2 separate regions of the Hordeum vulgare genome follow, and region 2 is linked to region 1. A link is a contact called in public Hi-C data. All regions are on one chromosome and are shown on one strand. The core of a region is the stretch at or near the end of the contact, and the rest is flanking DNA. Distances in the headings are between cores, read along the strand shown.

The links. A called contact is a pair of places that touch in the nucleus more often than the background predicts.
Region 2: a Hi-C map of leaf shows a contact between it and region 1, with 2.9 times the contacts expected there. The contact joins two enhancer-like sites. A contact is called at or near these places in 2 of 6 Hi-C or Micro-C datasets (leaf and seedling).

Annotation. Positions count from the first base shown.
Region 1 is chr1H:373,382,446-373,387,414 of MorexV3_pseudomolecules_assembly, forward strand. No RefSeq gene overlaps it. Among protein-coding and RNA genes, the nearest start is that of LOC123438304, 330 kb to the left of the region's middle. Within about 2 kb of position 2,291, at least 3 of the 3 cell types and tissues checked have open chromatin away from gene starts, as enhancers often do. A contact at or near this core is called in leaf and seedling, where this site is marked.
Region 2 is chr1H:374,009,605-374,014,203 of MorexV3_pseudomolecules_assembly, forward strand. No RefSeq gene overlaps it. Among protein-coding and RNA genes, the nearest start is that of LOC123411435, 66 kb to the right of the region's middle. Within about 2 kb of position 1,502, at least 3 of the 3 cell types and tissues checked have open chromatin away from gene starts, as enhancers often do. A contact at or near this core is called in leaf and seedling, where this site is marked.

The sequences.
Region 1 (4,969 bases), core at 1,041-3,540:
ACTGAAAATTTAGATGAAGATTATGTAACCAACGAGGATGAAATTAATCTTAGGGAGCATGAAAATCTAGCTGATTCAACAAATTAACAAATTCCAAGTGTTGGTGAACAACAACCTTTTACTGCTGATATCTTAGATCCACGACACTGGAATAATTTGGATGATAAAGCTAGGCATATTTTGGTAGAGAAGGGGCCTCTAAGAGAAGAGAATATATTTTTGCATGACATTTTACTAGGCATGGTCATTTGTCATGACATTTTATTTGTTGTGAACACGGTGAGCAAAAAGTTGCAGTCTGTGACCATGTGTGTTGACTCTACTTTGCAGCAAATTGAAGGAATGATGCTTTTTTTTGAAAATTACAGAAATGAAGGATTTGCATCTAGTTTAACGATTGCGAAAGGACTTGCATCAGAAATGGAAATATATCCATCGTTTCTAGTAAAACGTAATGTTACTAGGAAGAAGCAATTTGATGAACCTGATAATGTTGAAGAAGTTCTATTAGCCGGGAAGGCGTTTGAAGTTAATTACTTCTTAGTTATGGTTGATGTTGCAAAAAGTATCTCTAAAAAACACATTTGAAGAACTTAAAGTGTTCCAAAGTATATTTGGCTTTTTACTTAACTCGAAAGATTTGAAGACGTTGAATGATGTTGAATTACGCAAATGTTGTGCTAAATTTGTAGAAGCGTTTTTCTCGAGGTGGTGTTGAATTAGATGAGCTCTTTTCAGAATTATGAATGTTGCAAATGACTTTAGCAGATTCTGATGTGCCATTGCGTGCTATGGAGATTTTTGAGTATGTTAGAGACATAGGTTGTTTTCCAAATATATTAATAGCTTATCGAATTTTATTTACTGTACCAGTCACTGTAGCATCAGCTCAACGTAGTTTCTCAAAGTTGAAGCTATTGAAAATTATTTGAAATCAACAATGTCATAGGAAAGATTGAATGGTCTTGCTACTTTACGCATTGAGAAGATAAACTGGATGAAATAAATGTTGATGTGATTATTGATGACTTTGCTTCTCGAAGTGTTAGAAGAAACACCAAGATCATATCTTCATAGTATAAACATGAAGTGCTAAGCTTGCTTTGTTGTGCCTTATGCAGGAAGCCTTAGAGAAAAAATTTCCGGGTGAAGACATGAAGTGAAGAACATGCAGATTGGGGAGGCTAGAAACCAATGTAAGTTTCGTAGATCTGAACATCAATGTAAACATGAAGTGCTAAGTTTGCTACCAGTTTTGACATGGGTTTTTGTTTTGCAGATCAATTGATGAAATGATGGTCTCTTTGTGCCACTTAGAAGAGTGGTCTTTTGTACAACTATATTGTTTCCGTACTACTATGTTGTACTTCTCTAGATTATTACAAATAAATAACATGTGGCGTGCGTTTCATTGTCCCTGTTCAAAGACCATTGATCTATACTATGTACTGATTACTGAATTGCTGTTGAAATATGATAAATTTCAAATTTTTATCTATCTACAAGGACCCCATTTTGTTATCTCGCCCCAGGGCCTCTGAAATGTATGAACCGGCCCTGCATGGCCATGTATGCTAGCATGCTACCTTCGTGGCCGTGGCCGATGGACACGGGTTGGATCTACTCGTGGGTGTCTTTATGATAGCTAACATCTCCGATCATGTAGCATAATGGAAGATGCTTGATGATTCGGGAAGGAAAGAAGGTATACACAAAGAATATGAATTGCTTCTCCAAGATGGCACATGCACGAGTAAAAATCCACAGGTTGATACTAAGCGTTTTCCTTTCAAATGTTAAATGCATATACAAAAGAATGTTAGTCATGTTTAACAAATGTTAATCATGTTTAACAAATTTAATCTTGCAATTAAAATGCTAATCAACCATTATCTAAATGTTAAAAAGTGCCTAGAAAAATGTCGACCATGTATCAAACAATGTTCTGGAATTTGAAAAATGTTTTGAAATTTGAAAAATGTTCCGGAATTAAAAAAATGATTTGAAATTTGATTTTCTTTCGGAATTTGAAAAAATGTTCCACAATTTGCTAAAATGTGCTGGAATTTTTATTTAAATATTTCGGATTTTTCAAGAAAAATGTTCTAAAATTTGAAAAAATATTCCGAAATTTGAAAAAAATGTTCCAAAATTCGAGAAAAAACCGAAATTGCAAAAAGTAGAAAAACTACTACTAGATTTTTTTCAAACAAAAAAAATTGGACCCGCTGACTTGCGGGCGAGCCGAAGATGGGCTGGTCTAGTTGGGGGCGCTACCCCTATGCGTCTGACTGACTACTTGCGGCAATGCGCGACGCATAGGAGCTCCTGATACAGTCGCCATGTTGTTTGTCGGAAATTCTTATTTGCCATTTGTTGCGGAAAGTTGTCGGGTGACGCCTGGATGGGCCTGTCCGTTAAAACCTTTGAACGTTTGTTCGATTTCGGTTTTAGTAAACTACTAGATGGTTCCCCGCCGGTTTTCTGGTTTTGTGAACCTTCTAGGAGATTCCTGAACCGTTTTTTCTTTTCTTTTCCTTCTTCTATTTCTTTTTCCTATTTTTCTTTTCTTCATTTTCTATTTTTCTTTTTCTTTCTATCTTATTTTTAACCTTTTTCAAGTGTTTTCTTTATTTTTTCCAAGTTTCAAAAATGTTCTGCGTTTCTCAAAAAAAACTTTTAGAAAAATGTTCTTGTTTTCAAATTTTGTTCCCAAATTTCAATAATGTTCGTAAATTGAAAAACATGTTTAGAATTTCAAAATACCTATCTGATAGAAGGTTTTGTTCACAAATTTGAAAAAGGTTGAGATCTTAAAAAATGTTTGAAATACGTAATTTTCAATCTTTATCCAAAATAAAGTTCTACTCTTTTTAAAATGGTAATGTATTCAAAAATTGTCAATAAATTCAAATAATGTTTGTGTTTTTAAGAAATTCTTTGTGCATTTCAATATTTTTTCTTATTTTCCAAAATTTGTTCAGAAGTTTTTCGTTCAATATTTTCAGAACTTTTCAAAAATTGAGCGGGATTTCAAATCTTAATTTTCTCAGAAAATTTAAAAATGTTGTTGTTTTGAAATTTTTTGTGCATGTATTCAAAAGTTGTTTCTCTTTTATAATTATTTAATCAATTCAAAAAATATTCGAAAGTTTTGAAAAAAGTTTGGGTTTCGATTTGTGTTCAATATATAGAAGATGTTCGCATTTCCCAAAAAATTAGGATTTTCCAATTGTTCTTATTCTAAAATTTTGTTCCGATTCTAACATTTTGTCCCCATTTTTATATTTTTCACAAATTCAAAAATGTTCACATTTTCAAACTTGTTTTGGAATTTTGGAAAAAGTTCACGTGTAAAACAATTTTCTGAAAAATTGATTTTTTTTGTTTTAAATAGATTCTTTATAATTTCAAATGATGTCCATTTTTTTAGTGTTGTTTACAAATTGGAAAAATGTTCACATTTACAAAAAAATGGAAAGTTCAAAATTTATTCATAGTTTGAAAAGATAATGTGAAATTTTAAAATTTATTCACATTTGTTTCAAAATATTCCTAACTAAATTAAACTGTTTGGAATTTGAAGCATGATTTGCATTTTTTAAGTAATGTTCAGTTTAAACCGCAAAATTTAGGACTTTATAGTTTGCTCTGCTCATTAGCTGGACTCATGCACAAGCACGAAGTCTCTAGTTAGAATCCCAGCATGCGCGACACAATGTTATTTTTCTTTTTTTGCGAGGCAGCTTGGTTCGTTCAACTCGAAAATGGGCCAGTCCATACGGACGCGTCCTATGCAAAGGGGGTCTGCTTGCTACATAATACGGTGAATAGGAGCTCCCCTTGTTTGTCAGCCAACAGTGAGGGGGACCTCCTACGTGGGAGCTCCTACCTGTCGCTCTCTGCGGCACGTTCTCGCTCACACGCATAGGGGCGATGCACTGCTAGGAAGGCCGAACAACCCGTTGTAATGTTTTTTTTTCGCCAGACAGCTCGGTTCATTCAACTCAAAAGGGTCGGCTCATACGGACGCACCCTCGCAAAGAGGAGTCTGTTTTCCACATAATGCGATGATAGGAGCTCCCCTTGTTTGTTAGCCAACAGTGAGGGGACCTCCTATGTGGGAGCTCCTACCCGCCGCATTGTGGGATAGGTTCTCGCTCGCACGCATAGGGGCGATGCACTGCTGGGCCGGTCCACCAACCCGCTAGTTGTTTTGACCCTCCGGAGTCCAACTCGCGAGCTCATAATCCAACCACCAGCCACGGCCACTCCATCACACAACACCTATTGAACATTTTAGTTCAAAACATTGTAAGAACACACAGTACCATGGAGATTCGGATAACATTTCTTAAAAATTGCAAGCAATGTTGAATTCGAGAACAAAATTGAAAAGGTGAATTTTTTTGCATTTGTGCACATTTTTTATGAAAACTTGAACAATTTATGGAAGTTTGATTAGAATTTTTTGAAAAAACAAGAACATTTTTTGAAAAACAAGAATATTTTTTCAAAATCCAGCACATGTTTTCAAATTCAAGAAAAAAATTATAAAACCGTAAACATTTTTCGAATTGTGAACAAAATTTGAAACATAATTTTTTTCGATTTGTGAAAAAAATTTGAAACATGAACTGCGAATTCATGAACAAAATTACAAAATTGTGAACTTTTTCAGATTTGCAAACAAATTTTGAAATCGCAAACATTTTTTGAATTGTGAACAAATTTTGAAACATGAATAAATTTTAAATTCGTGAACAAAATTTAAATTTCTGAACATTTTCTAAATTTGTGAAGCACTAACACAACTCAAATTCATGAACAAAATTATAAAATTATGAACACTTTTCAAATTGTGAACAAATTTTGAAACCACGAACATTTTTCAAATTGTCAACAAATTTTGAAACAAGAACAAATTTCAAAGTTCTGAAACAAATCATAAAATTGTCAACATTTTTTG
Region 2 (4,599 bases), core at 252-2,751, 630 kb after region 1:
CATGACCAATGTTGCAAATCTCCGTGCAACATGACCCATAATGAAAATTGCCGCCATCAAGATACCTGTATGTTGTTGACAACATGAACTGTCATGTTACAAGACCCATCATTGCATTCATCGCATCATCATCGGATGAATCACAAAACGCGATTGTCCCCCATAAAAACAATACCACAATCACACATCTAAGTGTGCTGCAAGTGAGGTCTCGTCCGGTGCAGCGGGTAATAAAAACTCATACTTGCAACATCATGACATGTGATAGGGGTGGCAAGCACACGAGCTTTTTTGGGGGGGTAACAATGAGGGAGATCTTCTAAAGTTCTGGATTTTCCAAAAATGTTCTGGTTTTCAGAAATTATTCTTCAAATTGTAAAATGTTTAAAAATTGTTCCTTCTTTAAAAAAAATCTCGACTTAAAAATGTTTGACAAATGTTTAAAAAATTGCTCGCGCCTCCAAATTTGCTTACGATTTTTCAAAATTGTTCTCATTTTTTAAATTTGTTCTCAAGATTCAAAAAATGTTAATGCTTTATAAATTTGTTTTTTGTTTTAAAAAATGTTCAAACTTGTTTGCATTTCCAAATTTGTTCAGGATTTTTAAAAATTCTTTTCCGTTTCAAAATTTTGTTCTCAAGATTCAAGAAATTGTCCGTGCTTCCAAATTTGTTCAGGATTTTTCAAAATTGTTCTCGGTTTCTAAATTTGTTCTCATAATTCAAAAAATGTTTGTGCTTTAAAAATTTGTTCGCGCTTTCAAATTTGTTCGGGACTTTTTCAAAATTGTTCTTCTGTTCCAAATTTTGTTCTCAAGATTTAAAAAAAAATCGTGCTTTAAAAAAAGGTTCGCACTTCCAAATTTGTACATGATTTTTAAAATTGTTCTCAGTTTTAAAATTTGTTCTCAAAATTAAAAAAATGTGCTTTAAAAAATTTATCTCCCTTTCAAAATTTTGTTATCAAGTTTCAAAAAATATTCAAGCTTTAAAAAATTGTTCGCGCTTCCATATTTCTTCACGGTTTTTCATAATTGTTCTCAGTTTCAAATTTGTTCTCAAAATTCGAAAAATGTTTGCGCTTTCAAATTTGTTCGAATTTTTTTAAATTGTTTTTATTTTGAAAATTTTGTTCGCAAGATTGAAATAATGTTCGTACTTTAAAAAATTGTTCGCGCTCCAAAATTTGTTCAAGATTTCTCAAAATTGTTCTCGGTTTCTTAATTTGTTCTCAAAATTAATATAATATTCGTGCTTTAAAAATTTATTCGCGCTTTCAAATTTTTCTACATATTCAAGAAATGGTTTTTTCTTAAAATACGAAAAGAAAAGCAAAAAAGAAAGAAAAGCTAACAAAAAAAGGAAATAAGCAGAAAAAGAAAAAAAAATAGAAAAATTGGATTTAACAAAAAATAAGCTGGACCGGCCTAGTTGGGGAGAGCCCCTGTGCCTTGCAGCTCGTCTCTGTTGCAACGAACGGTAGGTAGGAGCGGGACGTCCTATACATCGCTCATTGCGGCACGGTGTCAACCATTCGTACAAAGACGAACCAACAGGCAATCGAAATGGACCGGCCCAATTGCGTGAGAACGCACAAGGTACACCGTCCGATTTTTGGACCTTTCTAGAAGGTTCGTAACCGGTTTTGGAAACCTTCTAGAAGGATCTTAAACTAGTATTTATAGGGATTTTTCTGTTTTTTTAATTTATTATTTTTTTGTTTCTTTTTAGTTTCTTTTTAGTTTATTTCTTTTCCTTTTTTTGATTCCTTTTCTCCTTTTCTTTTTCAGTTTTTATGCTACTCATTTTATTTACTTATTCTTCTGTTTCTTGTTCTTCAGAAAAAAAAAATCAAAATTCCGTAAAATGTTCAGAAGCTACAAAAATGTGCAATTTTTGAAAAAAAAAGAATTATTTTGACCATTCTTTTGGAAAACGTTCATCTTTTGCAAAATGTACCTTTTTGCAAACGGGAACATCTTTTGAAAAGTTGTGCAGTTTTCTAATACGAGATTTTTGTTGGAAACACAAACATTTCTGAAAAGTTGTGAATAATTATTCAAGCGGTTAACATTAAATGAACTTATGTACACTTTTTGAAACAGATCATTTTTTGAACTTACGTACATTTTTTGAAAAGGAAAACCTTTTTTTAGAAAATGAAGAATATTTTCTAAAATCCCCGAACATTTTAAAATAATGAATATTTTCAGAATTGGTGAACAAAATTTGAACAAGTTTTCCATTTGTGAACAATTTAATAAAACAAAAGATTTTTCGTAAAATATGATTTTTTATACAAATGTGAAAATAATAACATTGTGACCCAGCTTATTTTGTTGTTTGAAATAATTCTAATAATTGTTTTTCTATTTTTTCAAATTCTAGAACGTTTTTTCAAATGCGAGAATACTTTCCGATTTCCGGAACATTTTTTCAAATTTCGGAACATTTTTTTGTAAAATAAGAAATATTTCGATTAGCAATTCAGATTTTGTTTTAAAATTCCAGAGCATTTTTTCAAATTCCGGAACATTTTTTCAATAATCTAGAAAAACATTTCAAATTCCGGCTGATTTGTCAAGTTATGTGTTGTGTGAAAGTCCTATTAGGCGTATTGATCTATCTCTATTATCTTGATGCCTAATATGATAGCTCTTCTCCTAGGTCCTTCATTGAAAAACTCTTGGTCAAATATTTCTTTACGCTTCCCAAAAAATCTATATTGTTTCCAATTAGTAATATGTCATCCACATATAATATTTGAAACGCTATAGAGCTCCCACTCACTTTCTTGTAAATACAAGCTTGTCCAAAACTTGTATAAAGCTAAATGCTTTGATCACCTCATCAAAGCGCTGATTCCAACTCCGAGATTCTTGCACTAGTCCATAAGTGGATCGCTGGAGCTTGCATACTTGTCAGTATTCTGTGGATCGACAAAACCTTCCGGTTGCATCATATACCACACTTCCTTAAGGAAACCATTAAGAAATGATGTTTTGACATCCATCTGCCAAATTTCATAATCGAAAAATGCGGCTGCTGCTAACATGATTTTGACAGACTTAAGCATCGCTATAGGTGAGATAGTATCATCGTAGTCAGCTCCTTGAACCTGTGAAAAACCTTTTGCCACAAGTCGAGCTTTATAGACGATGACATTACCACCCGCGTCCGTCTTGTTCTTAAAGATTCATTTATTCTAAAGGGCCTTTAGCCCTTCTAGTAATACTTCCAAAGTCCATACTTTGTTTTCATACATGGATCCTATCTCGGGTTTCATGGCCTCTAACTATTTGTTGGAATTCGGGCCCACCATCACTTCTTCATAGCTCGTAGGTTCATTGTTGTCCAACAACATGACCGTTAAGACAGGGTTACCGTACCACTCACGAGCAATGTGTGCCCTTGTCGACCTACGAGGTTCGATAGTAACTTGATCTGAAGCTCCACAATCATCATCATTAGCTTCATCTTCAATTGATGTATGCTCCGCAGAAACATCTTTCTACGGTGCGCCACTCTTTGGTTGAAGTAAAGGTTCAACAACCTCATCAAGTTCTATCTTCCTCCCACTCAATTCATTCCACAGAAACTCTTTCTCGCGAAATGTTCTATTTTTAGCGACAAACACTTTGCCTTCGGATCTGAGATAGAAGGTATACCCAACCGTCTCTTTTGGGGTATCCTATGAAGATGCATTTCTCCACTTTGGATTCAAGCTTTTCCGGCTGAAGATTTTTGACATAAGCATCGCATCCCCAATCTTTAAGAAACGACAACTTTGGTTTCTTGCCAAATCATAGTTCATATGTCGTCGTCTCAACGGATTTAGATGATGCCCTATTTAAAGTGAATGCAGTTGTCTCTAACACATAACCCCAAAATGATAGTGGCAAATTGGCAAGAGACATCATAGAACACGCCATATCCAATAAGGTTCGATTTCGGATACACCATTATGTTGTGGTGTTCCAGGTGGCGTCAACAGCGAAACAATTCGACATTGTCTTAGGTGATTGCCAAACTCATAACTCAGATTTTCTCCTCCTCGATCAGATCGTAGGAATTTAATATTCTTGTTACAATGATTCTCAACTTCACTCTAAAAGTGCTTGAGCTTTTCAAACGTGTCAGACTTGTGTTTCATTAAGTAAATATAACCATATCTACTTATGTCATCGATGAAGTTGAGAAAATAACGATATCCATGCCTTCTTGAGCTTGTGTTGGTTTTCCCTTGAAGAGGAAATGGTGATGCAACAAAGTAGATAAGTATTTCCCTCAGTTCATTGAGAACCAAGGTATAAATCTAGTAGGAGAAACAAGCAAGGCCCCAATCTTCGCACCTACACAAACAATCAAACACTTGCACCCCACGCTAAAAAGGGGTTGTCAATCCCTTCACGTTTATTTGCAAGGATGAGATGTGATGGAGATAGATATAAAAGATTGCTAGAACAAAAAGTAAAACAAAATTCAATAAATGGCAGCAATATATTTTTGGTTTACAAATCTGAAAGTATAATATGGAAAATAGACCCGGGGGCCATAGGTTTCACTAGAGACTTCTCTCATAAAGGAAAATAATACGGT